Regions from separate parts of the Capsicum annuum genome. Here region 2 is linked to region 1. The links are chromatin contacts, called in public Hi-C maps. All regions are on one chromosome and are shown on one strand. Each heading gives the region's core, a stretch centred on a gene start, on an enhancer-like site or on the middle of the called end of the contact. The rest is flanking DNA. Distances are from core to core; before and after follow the strand shown. Region 1 holds the start of LOC107842459. Region 2 has its middle 11 kb from the start of LOC124887358.

Region 1 (6,286 bases), core at 194-2,693:
CAGATATTTTTTCTGCCATTCATGAAATAAAATAATAGATGATTGTTCGGTTTCACCAAAACAAGTTTCGGGCAAATGTTAGAAGATCGTGCCAAGAAATCTAATAGTAAGATCATAAACTATTTTTATAAAACGAGCAAAAACTATCATCTCTCTGAAACTTCACACGCTCAGAATTTTTCCATCTATTCTTTTGTATTTTTAGTAGGCGTTTGTCCATAGATATTATTCACAATATTCTGGAATACGTTTTCACTTTATTCCGGAATATTTGTTTAGCCATGAAAACCAAAAAACGTGTTCCAAAATACATTTTCACAATATTTGGCTTTTTGAAAATCACTTTTTTGGACACAATTTTTCCCTATCACTCTATAAAAAAGTACATCCGAAGTCTAAAATATTTCTGAAAATACTAGGCTAACCACAACTCCAACTCTATTTTCAACTTCAATATACCAAATAATAGTGAATACGTGTTCATGGCCAAACGGGTCCTAATCTCTTTGCCATTTTGTTGGTTTTTCTTTTCCACTAAATTATATCTATCCAGTACTAATCAAGACAATCCAAGAAGGAAGCAAACAAAACAGACATTAGATCAATTGGGTAATACAAAAAAGTAAAGGTGTAATTTTGCAAAATTGAGTACCTGACCCTTTTCACTTACAACAAGCAAATCATCATCATCACCTCTATCATTCACAACTTCAACAGGCTTATCTGGGTCTTCCTCCAAAACCACACAATCATCATCAACATCATCATTATTAACAGACGGCTTAGTAGAATTGTGTAAGGACTTCAAATTTTGCTTGGGATTCATAATAACTTCCCGGACCACTACAACATCGTCAGAATCGTCTTTGCTGTGTCCATCCCCTTCACCTAAAAGCTCCGTTATCCAGTCATAGTCATCGCTCCCACCACTGCCGCCGCCGCCGCCGCCGCCTCTAGTTTTCACAAAACCCACTTCTTCATCTGAACTTATATCGAATATCACTCTCTCCGGATCAACCATCATGATTGCATGCGTTAAACCAAAATTCTTGCAATCCACCAAAATCTTTACATGTTTTTCTTCCACCGAGATTTTTTAAAAACAGATTTTGCAGTTTAAATACAATAATACTAGGGTTTATGGAACAATTTTGCAACAGGGAAAAAAAATCCGCTGTCACAGGTGAAGAAAAAGTAAGGGCCAAGGGTGGGTAATAATAATGACAAGAAAAATTGGAAAATACAAGTGATGAAAACCCTAACTAATATACACATATTTGGAAGGAAAAAGATTTTGATTTATGGAACTTTCTGTTCTATTCTCACTCCTCTCTAGCTTTTGATTGATTTTGATTTTTCTGTGTTTTAAGTTGGTTGGTTGAGTCACGAACTAGGTGCCACCGACTAGTGTTGTTTGTTGGTGTGTGTTTGGGTAAATTGCGATGCGTTTATAATTTTTTTTAATTATTATTATATACTCTTAGGCGCCGTTTGATTTGAAAACAAGTTATGATGAAATAAGTTATATTGAGATTATTATTTATTGAGTGTTTGGTTTAGTGTATTCAAAGTAATATACATAGTATCACTCCTAAAAATAAATTAAGTGATTACAAAAATACCGTTCATCTTATTTAAGTTTTTTTTATATAATTTCTTTTCAAGCTTTAAATATTTATTCTTAAAAATAAAACTTTCATCTTATTTAGCTTAATTTTTTTGTGTGTGCATATTTTTATGATTATATCGTGTGTATTTTAAAAATAAAACTTTCATCTTATTTAACTTTAATTTTTTTGCGTGTACCTTTCCATGATTATGCCGTATGTGTTTAAAAAAATCTTACTACATTTTATTTTATTTGAAATAAAAACTTCCAACTTAAGTTTGTTAAAGTAAAAGATGATTTATTGTTCATTTCATTTAAACACATATCACTCATATAATATATTAAAATTCATTTTATATATACCATATCAATTTTTAAGTGATTAAAAAACTATTCAATTTAAAATATGTAATTCAACAATAGTGTTGATATTTTTATGTGAGGCGGGTCAATAAAAGCGGATAATTGGAGATAATGATGGAATAAGAATTTTGAATTTTAGATTTAAATTTTTGATAAATTATTATATATTACGTATAAGTTTTTAATGTAAATATAAAATTTATGTCAAAATTATTAAGTATTTAACTTTTATTAAAATACTAGTATATATATATTGTCACGCCCCAAAATTCCATCGGGCCGGACTGGCACCCGAAGCCGAGAAGGCCCGGGAGAACCCGTTCAAATACCTGTACTTTCACTTATATGTCACCAAAAATTTGGACAGCACTTCGTTGCATATAGAAGGGTCTAATTACCTGTATCAGCGCAACATGCACAAATATATATATATATATATATATATATATATATATATATATATATATTACGTAGCCGTCGGGGCCACCACATATACAAATATAACATCACTATATAAACTTCCATAACTTTACCCTTCCTTATGTCTACAAAGCCTCTAGGATATACATGACATAACTAGGGTCGGGACAAACCCCCGCCCACACATGACTCATGTACAATAACAAAACATAAGGAACCGACTCGGAAAGCTCCGAAGCAAACTGGAGCTCACCAACAATAGCTGTATGACCTGGCTCCTACTTGTGCGGTGTATGAGCTGAGGTACCTGTGCCTGCAGCATGAAATGCAGGTCCCCCGTGAGGGACGTCAGTACGAAATATGTACTGAGTATGTAAAACTGTAGATAATCACATATGATATAGGAGCTCAATAGAAATCAGAAACAAGTGAATAAGTCGTAATAGGAGTGGACCATACTTACTAAAACTTGTGACAACCTGTACATTGTATTTATTCAATCACTTTACCTTCGTTCTTATCGTCTTTGTAATCATTACTGTACTGTATTGTGACCATTAGGCTGCCTCCAGTACATATCAACTGGGATCGACCCATGCTAGGCTTATGCCTCGGGGATACCACCCATAAACACATAAATAGGGATCGACCCATGCTAGGCTTATGCCCCTGGGATACCACCCGATAAGAGAGAACTCCCATCACTTAGTTCAATTAATCTTTGAGATTGTTATTTCGGTCGCCACCACATTTTTGATACTTTGAAACAATGATACATCAATAGGAACCAAGTAATAGACCTTCTATATAATAACGATGTAATAAAGACTCATTGGTACATCAACAATGTGTTTCAGAATCATCAATATCACAACGATGAAATAAGAGCCTTTTGGTATATCAATGAAACATTTTGACACTTTATAGGATGGAAACAACTTCGTTGGTAACGTAGAACAATACATGTTTTTGGACAACCTCGAAATCTTACTTGATGGAACATTGGTGTTTTCATGCCAAAGAACATTGTTAGAGTATGCTTTACATACCTCGTTGTAGATTCGGATACCAATTCAACGCAACTTCCCGCCTTTACAAATCACTTATCTATAATGAAATGTTTGGCATCTAGTATTAGCAACCCAACACCACAATTCTCTTCCATAATTCCATACTACCAATATTTGCAAAACATTCCAAAAACCAACTTGAACAATAGGTTTATGTGTATATATATATATAATCATCATTTCAATAACACATCATCAATACCACATCATCATACCAAATTCCTTCACAATTCAACATAATCCAACATTATTTCCCAATCATCTTTCAACAACAATCAAATAACATACTTCTTATGCTCACATGCATATATATATATACATATCCATATAAATAACACCAACATACTTTACATCCTTACCATAAAATGGCCCTTTTGATTTCGAAGTCCTGTTGGCACAAATAAGGGGTGCTTCTCGAAGCCCTTGAGATGGTGAACACAATTACGGAATCAATTTGGATTTTCTACGGTTGAATCACAAGATATTTGGAGTTGAAATTAGGCTAGGGTTTCTTATTTTCAATAGTTTGATGATAATTGATGGATATGAGACTAATTATATGTATATAATGACCAATTTTTGTCCATGAGGTGATGGAAAATGACCATATTGCCCGTAAAAATTTAAGTAAATCCGAATCTGTCCATGGTGGACTGTTTTGATAGGCTAAAGTAAATCGGCCATAACTCTTTGCTCCGATATCGGATTTGGGTGAGATGGATATCGTTAGAAAGATAATTCAAAGGTCTTTCATTTCATATAAAGTAGGCCACCCAGTTTGTCCTGTACATGGAGTTATGATCGTTTGAAGTTGACCCTAAAAATCTGTTTTGAGAGGCTGAAGTAAAACGAGTATAACTCCTTACTCAGATGTTGGATTTGGATGAAACCAATTGCATTGGAAATAATACTCAAAGATCTTTCTGTTAATATGTGGTATCTCTCCCAGTTCATTATATTGAGGGAGTTATGATCGTTCAAAGTTGACCCAAAAAACTGGCAGGCCTCAGTAGTTTGTGTGCAGGAAATTTTCCTGCACATTTACTGTTCACACATCCCGGCCACCGTTTTATAGTTTCGAACGTGCTCGATTATATCCAAAACTTATCCATTTTTGGAAATCTTTATATAGTTGGAAAGCTTATTCAATAACCTTCTTATGGAACCATCGACGGGAAAATTCCGGTATAAATAAAGTCGATTCCTATACACATATAATCAAACTATACACTTGAAACCATCTCAAAATAATCAATACTCATACTTAAACTCATATATACCTAACTTAGGATCAATACATATACTCCAACACATATAACAATGGCTAATGCACGTAATTAAGTACGGGGTGTTACATATATATAGAGAGAGATGTGTGAAATGAAATCATAGGTTTTGAGGGTAATTTAGTCATTGTATAATTTTATACCAAAGAAAAATAGTCTTGGAATTGTTATCCCACCAATTGGGTGGATAACTTATCCCAGGACTAATTATTAGTCCCGGAATAAGTTATCCCAAATATTTACAACCAAACGAGTGTTTAAATTTTTATCCCGAGATTATTATTTTATCCTGGGATAATTAACTTTAGTACCGCAAATCAAACGACCCCTTATGTATTTGTATTCACTAGATGGTACACATATTAGAATCTATCTATATCTATAAAGCAAAAAATAAAAGCACTAGAAAAAGTAAAGTAGCAAACTATTGTGAAGTCATGTGACATTTTTATGACAAAACTTAATAGTATTATAATAAAAAATGAATTAAAGAATATTAAGTATTTAAATTTTAAAATATTAAAGTTTTAGAAAAGAAGAAAAAAAGAATTTCATTAGCTTAAACTAAGATCCATAGTTGAAGAGTATTAAATAAATTCTAACTATTTCATAATAATAACAATCTCTACAAATAAAGAATAGTAAAAATCATAATATCAGTATATATGTTTGATATTAATTGCTGCTATTTTCTAAACCAAAAAATAAAATGATGTCCTAAAACTAAAAAAGAAAAAGGACGCGGGTTGTTAATATATATATATATATATATATATATATTGTTATACAACTATAAAGAACAAGAAGAAGAGTAGAGAAAATAGAGAAAGTAATTCTTATTTCTTCTCTTGAGGGATAATTTACAATGAAGGAAGCCCTTCAATTTATAGAGGGAATTTCTCCCTAGTTTCATACTAAAAGACAAATACATCAAATCCTGATAGATATCAACTAGATCTTATTAGATCTTGATAGACATTCACTATAATGTAAATACATTTATAACACTCCCCCTTGAATGTCTAGATAGATAATGTGCCTCGTTAAAACCTTACTAGAAAAAATTCCGTAGGAAAAAAAATCTAGTGAAGAAAAAAGAGTACACATTTCTAACAATATGCATATCGGCTGCCTTATTAAAAACCTTACAAGGAAAAATCAGTGGGACAAAACCTCGTAAGGGAAAAAGAGTACAACGCGTATTAACTCCCCCTGATGAGAACATCATTGAACCTTTGCATCCTAATCTTGTGCACCATCTTCTTAAAAGTTGTAATTGGAGAAGACTTGGTGAATAAATCAGCTAAATTTTCACTTGAACGAATCTGTTGCACGTTGATATCACAATTCTTTTGTAGCTCATGTATGTAGAAAAGCTTTGAGGAAGTGTGCTTCATTCTATCTCCTTTTATGAATCCTCCATTAAGATGTGCTATGCATGATGCATTATCTCCGTATAAAATTGTGGGCAGATTGTCATATTTCACACCACATTTTTCTCGAATGAGATGTATCATGGACCTCAACCATACAAATTT
Region 2 (6,644 bases), core at 107-2,606, 74 kb after region 1:
TTGTTTTGCCCTCTTATATTCCAGGTGCATATTCTCATGGGGGTTTATATCTACTAGGTTCTCCCACCTCTCTAATAGTACCTAGGGGTGGTCCATCAAATGGTTCATATCTATTAGAGAGAGGTAAATAAGGATACTCACTCATTGTTAGCTTAGCATGTCTTGCAACCTGTGTATCAGTAGAGGCTGGTATACAATCTCCTTCTTTCTGATGAGCCTCAGCCTACACAATATCTTCTGACTTTTCATTCTCAAGAGGTCCCTTGCTATGGCTTTGATCTTGGTCCTTGGGGTACCACTGCTGGGAAATGACCTTTTTTTTCTTTATATTTCTCCTCCTATTACGCTTCTGATCAGCCTCCACTGGTTTCTCTTGAGCTTTCACTTATTTTTATTTCCATCTACATTATGATTTAGCATGACCAAACCTCATACAATCAGAGCAATACTTTGGCCTCCAATCATCTGATATTGTTTTATGGATTTTGATGCTATCAGAAAAGGGTTGAGAGATATCAGTCTCAATTAAAACCCTGGGAAAGGATATCCTCTCCATATCAGCTATAATTCTGTCTGTATATATTGGTTTTCCGACTATACTTGCAAGCTTACTAAGTGTTTCAGTTGGCCAATATCCCAATGGTCGTCGTGGAAATTTCACCATTCATAGTCTATACACCAATATTTAAGAATGAATAGTTTATTATGATAAGAATAAGGCCCCGAGTGGAAGACCATATCTCGATTCTTACAAATCTTGAATTAGAATGCATAGTACCCATCAATATGGTATAGGATATGAGGTTTCGTCATAAAGTTCCAAACATTCATCACATAATTCTTCATAGATTTCTCATATGGTGTATCCCCAATTATATACCCGATAAGAGCCATTTTCCAGTATTCTTCCTACTCGCGTAGGTCCTCCCCAACGAGCTCCACCACAAATTTTCCATTTCACATAGAAAGGGGAATATAGTTTAGCTCCTTCAACTTTTGAGAGGTCCTCACACGCTGTTCATTTTGCTGCTTAACTCTAATTTCCTTATTCTCGTGAGTTTGCTCCGGTGTTAGATCTCCACTACCCCCAGCTATGGATGTGTTACTAAGACCAGAGAATTATAGCCAACGGGGTACTGATAGTTCTTTTCGAATAGGGCCCTTATTTTCATCATCGGCTGCCTTCTCCTCATCCTTATCCTCAGCAATTGGCAAACAAATTTTGGGGGAAAAAGCTCTCAAAAGTGAAGAGTTGAAGTTCCTGCATTATTCCACTGGCCGGAGTTATCGTGGTGGTCTCCGGCGTTGTTGAATCCATCATGATCAGAGGTCGGTGTGGCATTTTTCCTGCTTAGCTGCGTACGTTAGAATATCCCACTAACATGCACCGAGAGGAAAAATTGTGTGATGTGTGCATGCGTGTGACCGTTGTTCTAGAAAAAACTATTTTTTTCATTAGCTTAAAAATAGAAATTCATGGGAGAAGAGTTCTAAATAGACTTCTACACTTTCATAAACTTATCTCTTTCTAAATTTAGTTAAATAATATATCTGAATATAATTTATTTAAAAACTAAATTAAAGATGAAACTATAATAATAATAATAATAATAATCTATTCTATATTAAAAGCCTGAAGAATCTTAAAAATATTGTTTGAATTTTTACCCCTACATTAAAAGTCTCTGCTTTCGACAAAATCATCTTTTCACTATTTTTCTAATATTTTTAAAGTTAAAAATTAATGAAATATTTGTAGTAAAACTTTTCCTTATTAGAAGTCTATATCTTTTTCATTAGTTTAAAAATTCTAAATCAACTAAAATTGATTCTAAGAAGATTTGAAAAATCTACAAATAAATATGGAAGTGTTAGATTAATAAAAATATAAGAAGTGCCAAATTTTTAGAATTTTTCTAAAGATTTAACTTTAAAAATAAGAAAAGATTTTTATATTAGAAAAAATAAAAAAAATAATCATATTACAAATATGGTTCGATCGATGAGTCTCTCTTTGCCTGTAACAACAAGGGAGAGAGGTATGCATGACAAATGTAAAAATGATGATCTATTAACCACTTGAAACTTCTTGTGGTAATATATATATGTGCTTACAATAAAATATATGTTATATTTACATTATTACATTAAAGTATAAACGATCTTTGAGAAGTGATTTGAATTTTTTGCACTTCAATAAAAATCTTCACAATAAATAAAATAGTCTAATTTTAAATAATTAAAGATTACACGTGCAATAAAACTAGTAATAATTAATAGTGTAGAAGTAGTAATAGTAGCAGTAGCACGTGTGTGCAGTAGTGGCAATAATAATAATAAAAAAAAAAACAATAATAATAATAATAATTAAAAAAAAGTAGTAGTAGCAGCAGTACGTAATAGTGTAGTAATAATAGTTGTAGTAGTAACAACAACAACAACAACAACAACAACAACAACAATAATAATAATTATAATAATATAAGAATAATAACAACAATAATAGTAATAATAATAGTATAAGAATAATAACAATAATAATAATAATAATAATCATGATAATAATATCAATATTCTCTTGCAATTATTTTATATATCTAAAAAAATTTGTAATTCTCAAACCCTCATTAATCCTATATGTAATTATTTTAAAATTTTAAGACAATATGCATGTTTAAAATCGCTATTACTTTTATAAAATAAAATGTTTTTTTAGACAAACAAAAGCAAGAAAATAGGATAACAAAAAAGAAAACATAAGAAAAGGTGAAACAGTAAGGATAATGAAGAGTAACTAATTGATTAAAAATATATCCAATTCTATTATATAGAAGAGGTGGTTGAAACCACCTCTTATGTAATTATCAAAATACCCCTCTACTCTCACTTAATTACATATCATACCCCAATATATAATAATTTCATTATTTCATTATAATGGTTTAAATATTTAATATATTCTATTAATTTATATTAATTAACTATAACTACATATTGGAAGTAATTTTTTTTTATTTATTTAATTGGCCATCATGTTCAAAACTAATTTGTTACCACAAATCACAATAATTAATAACTTAAAATATTTAAAAGACATATAGAAATTTTACTGACTCATTATTTTAGCAATGCCACATAAATTGAGATAAAATAAAAAGTACTGCAAATCATAATAATTAACAACTTAAAATATTTAAAAGATATATAAAAAATTTAGTTGACTCTCAAAATTGTATCGAAGCCACATAAATTGGGACACAAGGAGTAAATATATTATTTGATAATTACGAAAAATTATTATAAATCACAATAATTAACAAGTTAAAATACTTTTTTAAAAATAGATAAAAGTTCTATTCAACTCTCAAAATATAAATCATGACAAAATAAAAAATTATCTTAATTAATTGCAACTAACTATTTAAAGTAAATCAATTTTATTATTTTAATTGACTTTTATATAGAAAATTAATCTTTTTATGTATTTATTTATTTATTTTAGTAAATTTAAATTTTAAAATTATTTTTTCTTATATAGAAATACTAACATTTAAACTTAACTTTAAATTTTTAAAGTACAAAATTAATAAATTTAATTTAATAAAATAAATTTCTAATGAATAATTTCTTAGAATTTGTGTTGGGTCAATATGTATCAAGTTGAAAAGAAATAAAGAAAAATATATAGTAAAATTTTATTATTGTGAAAGATAAATATAATGCACTAGCAAATAATGTTTAATAATATCATATTTTGCATATGCAAATATAGCATTCCGTATTTAATTAATATACTATTTCGGTGAATTATCGATGATTACTATTGGATATGATAAAATTATATTAATTTTTACAGTAATAACATAATCAATCGCTCTTAATTAATTATTACGAGTCGTCTAGGTATTAAGAAAATAAATAATATTTAATAAAAAATAAAATAGACGTAAAATGCGAAATTAACTCTTAATGTTTTAAATTAAGTTTTCATCTTTCGAACGATGATTTTACTATATCACTCCTTACTATAAGTCATTTATGTATTAGAAAAATAAGAATAACAAAATGATATGTCAACATAAAATATTTGATTGACTATCAAAATTATATTAGTGCCACATAAATTGGGACGGGACAGAAGAAGTTATAAAACAACATATATTATTTGAAAATGAAATAAAAAGTACTGTAAATAACAATAATTAACAAAAAAAAATTAAAATTAACTAATTTTTGCTTCAGCTGCTTCAATCGTGATTTTAATGTACAGTGATGTTTAAAAAGGGTAAAATGGCATAATGAAATTTAAAGAGGATAAAATATATGTAGTAAAATGTGAGAAGAATAAAGCATAAGTAAATTTTATTACTATATTTTAAAGAAATTAAAGAAAAGAAGTATAAATATTATTTGCAAAAGATTTTTACAAACTAATTTAAATATAAATAAAGTAAATTTAGGTACAAAAAAAGTGTATCTATCACAAATTTGCAACCAAACACTTTGCACTTTCTTAACATTAGCAAATTTTCTATCAAATATGTGTAGCCATCGTTCTCAACTTTTTACAGCTTCTCAATATTAATTAACATTTCTCTGTTTTAAAAATAAAATAAAGAAAAAAAATCTCAACTCTTCCTTCTCTATTAAAAAACAACACTATTTTCCTGTGTTAAAAATAATAATTAAACAAAACAATAGCGAATCTAAGCTGTGTATTCTCTTTATCGGGTAAGTTTACATGATTCTTAATCTTTGCGATATTGAAAATCAATAATCTACTGGATATTTTATTTAAGCTATTTCATCAAATTTATGCTTATTCTTTCTTTATATTTCTGATCGCAAAATTCAACAAAAAGGTTAAAAAAAGATTTCAATTGTGATCCCCTCAGCTCAATCATACTAATGAAAATATTCTACTGCTCAAACTTTCTACTCCAAGTGAAATCCTAAAACTTAAAATTTTCAATCCACATGTTCTACTGTTGGGCCCGTGCTGACACGGGCCTTGCACTTCTAGTTATAAGATAAATATGCATTGCATTTTTAAAAAAATGGAAAAAGAAAGAATAATAAATTGATCTATATTTCTTTTATAAAATAGATATGGTATTGAAATTTAAATTTAAATAAAAGTTAATTTGAAATGAAGTTCTATAGTTTTTTGATCTCTCCTATATATATTCCTACAATAATATATATTTTTAAACTTCTCTTCTTCTTCTTTTTGGTTCTATTGGTCATTAACTTTATTTGTTAAATAATATATTTATTGCATTCTTCTGTTTTTTATGTTTTATAAACTTTTTTTTAATTTAATATTTTTATTTTTATCTGTTGATCATGATCGTTTAATAGATATCTTTTCATAGTATATCCAAACCTAAATTCAAATCAGTAATTTTCCATTCTAATTTTGTCCTTTGATAAAACTTTTCACTAAAAATTTTTGTCTGATTGATATTTTTAAATGCTAAATTTTGTCAATATTTGGGCATTATATATATTATTTTGTTAAAATCTTCTAAGCTGTAAATAATATAATAAAAAAATATGAAACATAATTTTTTCTACTTCGATAGAATTAATTAGAGATGAGAAGGGCAAGAGGGTAAATATTAACAATATAATATATTTAATAAATAGTATGATAAAAAATATGAAACATAATTTTTTTACATTAAATAATTATATTTTTGTATAGATTTGACTAGAGGTGGAGGATTGGATAGGAAAGGGTAGGTAGGGGTGGAGGCATGTGGTGGTGGTGGTGGTTTAAAAATTGATGTAGTGGATTGGTGAGGGAACGTGGGGAGGGGGATATTAACAATCTAATATCTTTATACGGTGAATAATACAATAAAGAAAAACGTGGAACATAAATTTTTTATTATAATTACATAATTATTTTCTATAAAGATTTAGTTAGAGGTGGAGGATTGACCGGGTGGGGGTGGAGGCGTGTGTGTAGCGGGGGAGGGGAAGAAAAAAGTTTTTATTTTTATTTTTTAAAAACTAGAGGGGAGGGTGTATGTAAAGGTGGCTGGGGGTAGGGGTGTGTAACGATCTAAAAATTTGATGAAATTTATGATTTTGTATGATTTGACTATTTTATCCCTCTCCATAGTTGCATTATGGTATTTTTGGAGAGGGGGAGGGGTGATTGGCATGGTTTTCAATGTATTTTGGTACCATTTATGCAATATTGTGATTTTTGATTGCTTAGAAAGCATAATTTTGGACTTATATGGATATATTTTTATCTGTGCGACAAATGGATGAATGGACTGCGCCAGCAGCTCTGGAATAATGATTTTAGTTTGGTAGACCTTTGATTCAGGTCCCATGCACCCGAGCTCATTTTGACCTATTGGTTAGAAAGTTGAAAATTAGAAATATGGATGTGAGACTCACATTTGGTCGAAACGACCTCAAATGAAAAATCTGACTTTGCTAGAAGATCCAAAACATCAATTTTAGGGTGGTAACATATTTGATGTGATTTTATGACTTTTAAATCTCATTTTGACCTTCGATTTGAAAAATTGTGATTTCGGATTTCGAAGGTCAACTTTGTGAAAATGACATTTTTTTGAAAATCTAACTTCGCCAATGCATCCGTAACGTCAAATTCTACATGG

What was found. A called contact is a pair of places that touch in the nucleus more often than the background predicts.
Region 2: a contact with region 1 is called in a Hi-C map of leaf, with 2.0 times the contacts expected there. The contact joins the enhancer-like site here to the promoter of LOC107842459 in region 1. A contact is called at or near these places in 2 of 5 Hi-C or Micro-C datasets (leaf and placenta).

The regions. Positions count from the first base shown.
Region 1 is chr9:98,677,713-98,683,998 of UCD10Xv1.1, forward strand. LOC107842459 reads right to left here and starts at 1,444. Exons shown (of 3, transcript XM_016686309.2): 1 at 653-1,444. The coding sequence starts at 1,024.
Region 2 is chr9:98,751,800-98,758,443 of UCD10Xv1.1, forward strand. No RefSeq gene overlaps it. Among protein-coding and RNA genes, the nearest start is that of LOC124887358, 11 kb to the right of the region's middle. Within about 2 kb of position 1,357, at least 5 of the 5 cell types and tissues checked have an H3K27ac peak or open chromatin away from gene starts, as enhancers often do. A contact at or near this core is called in leaf, where this site is marked.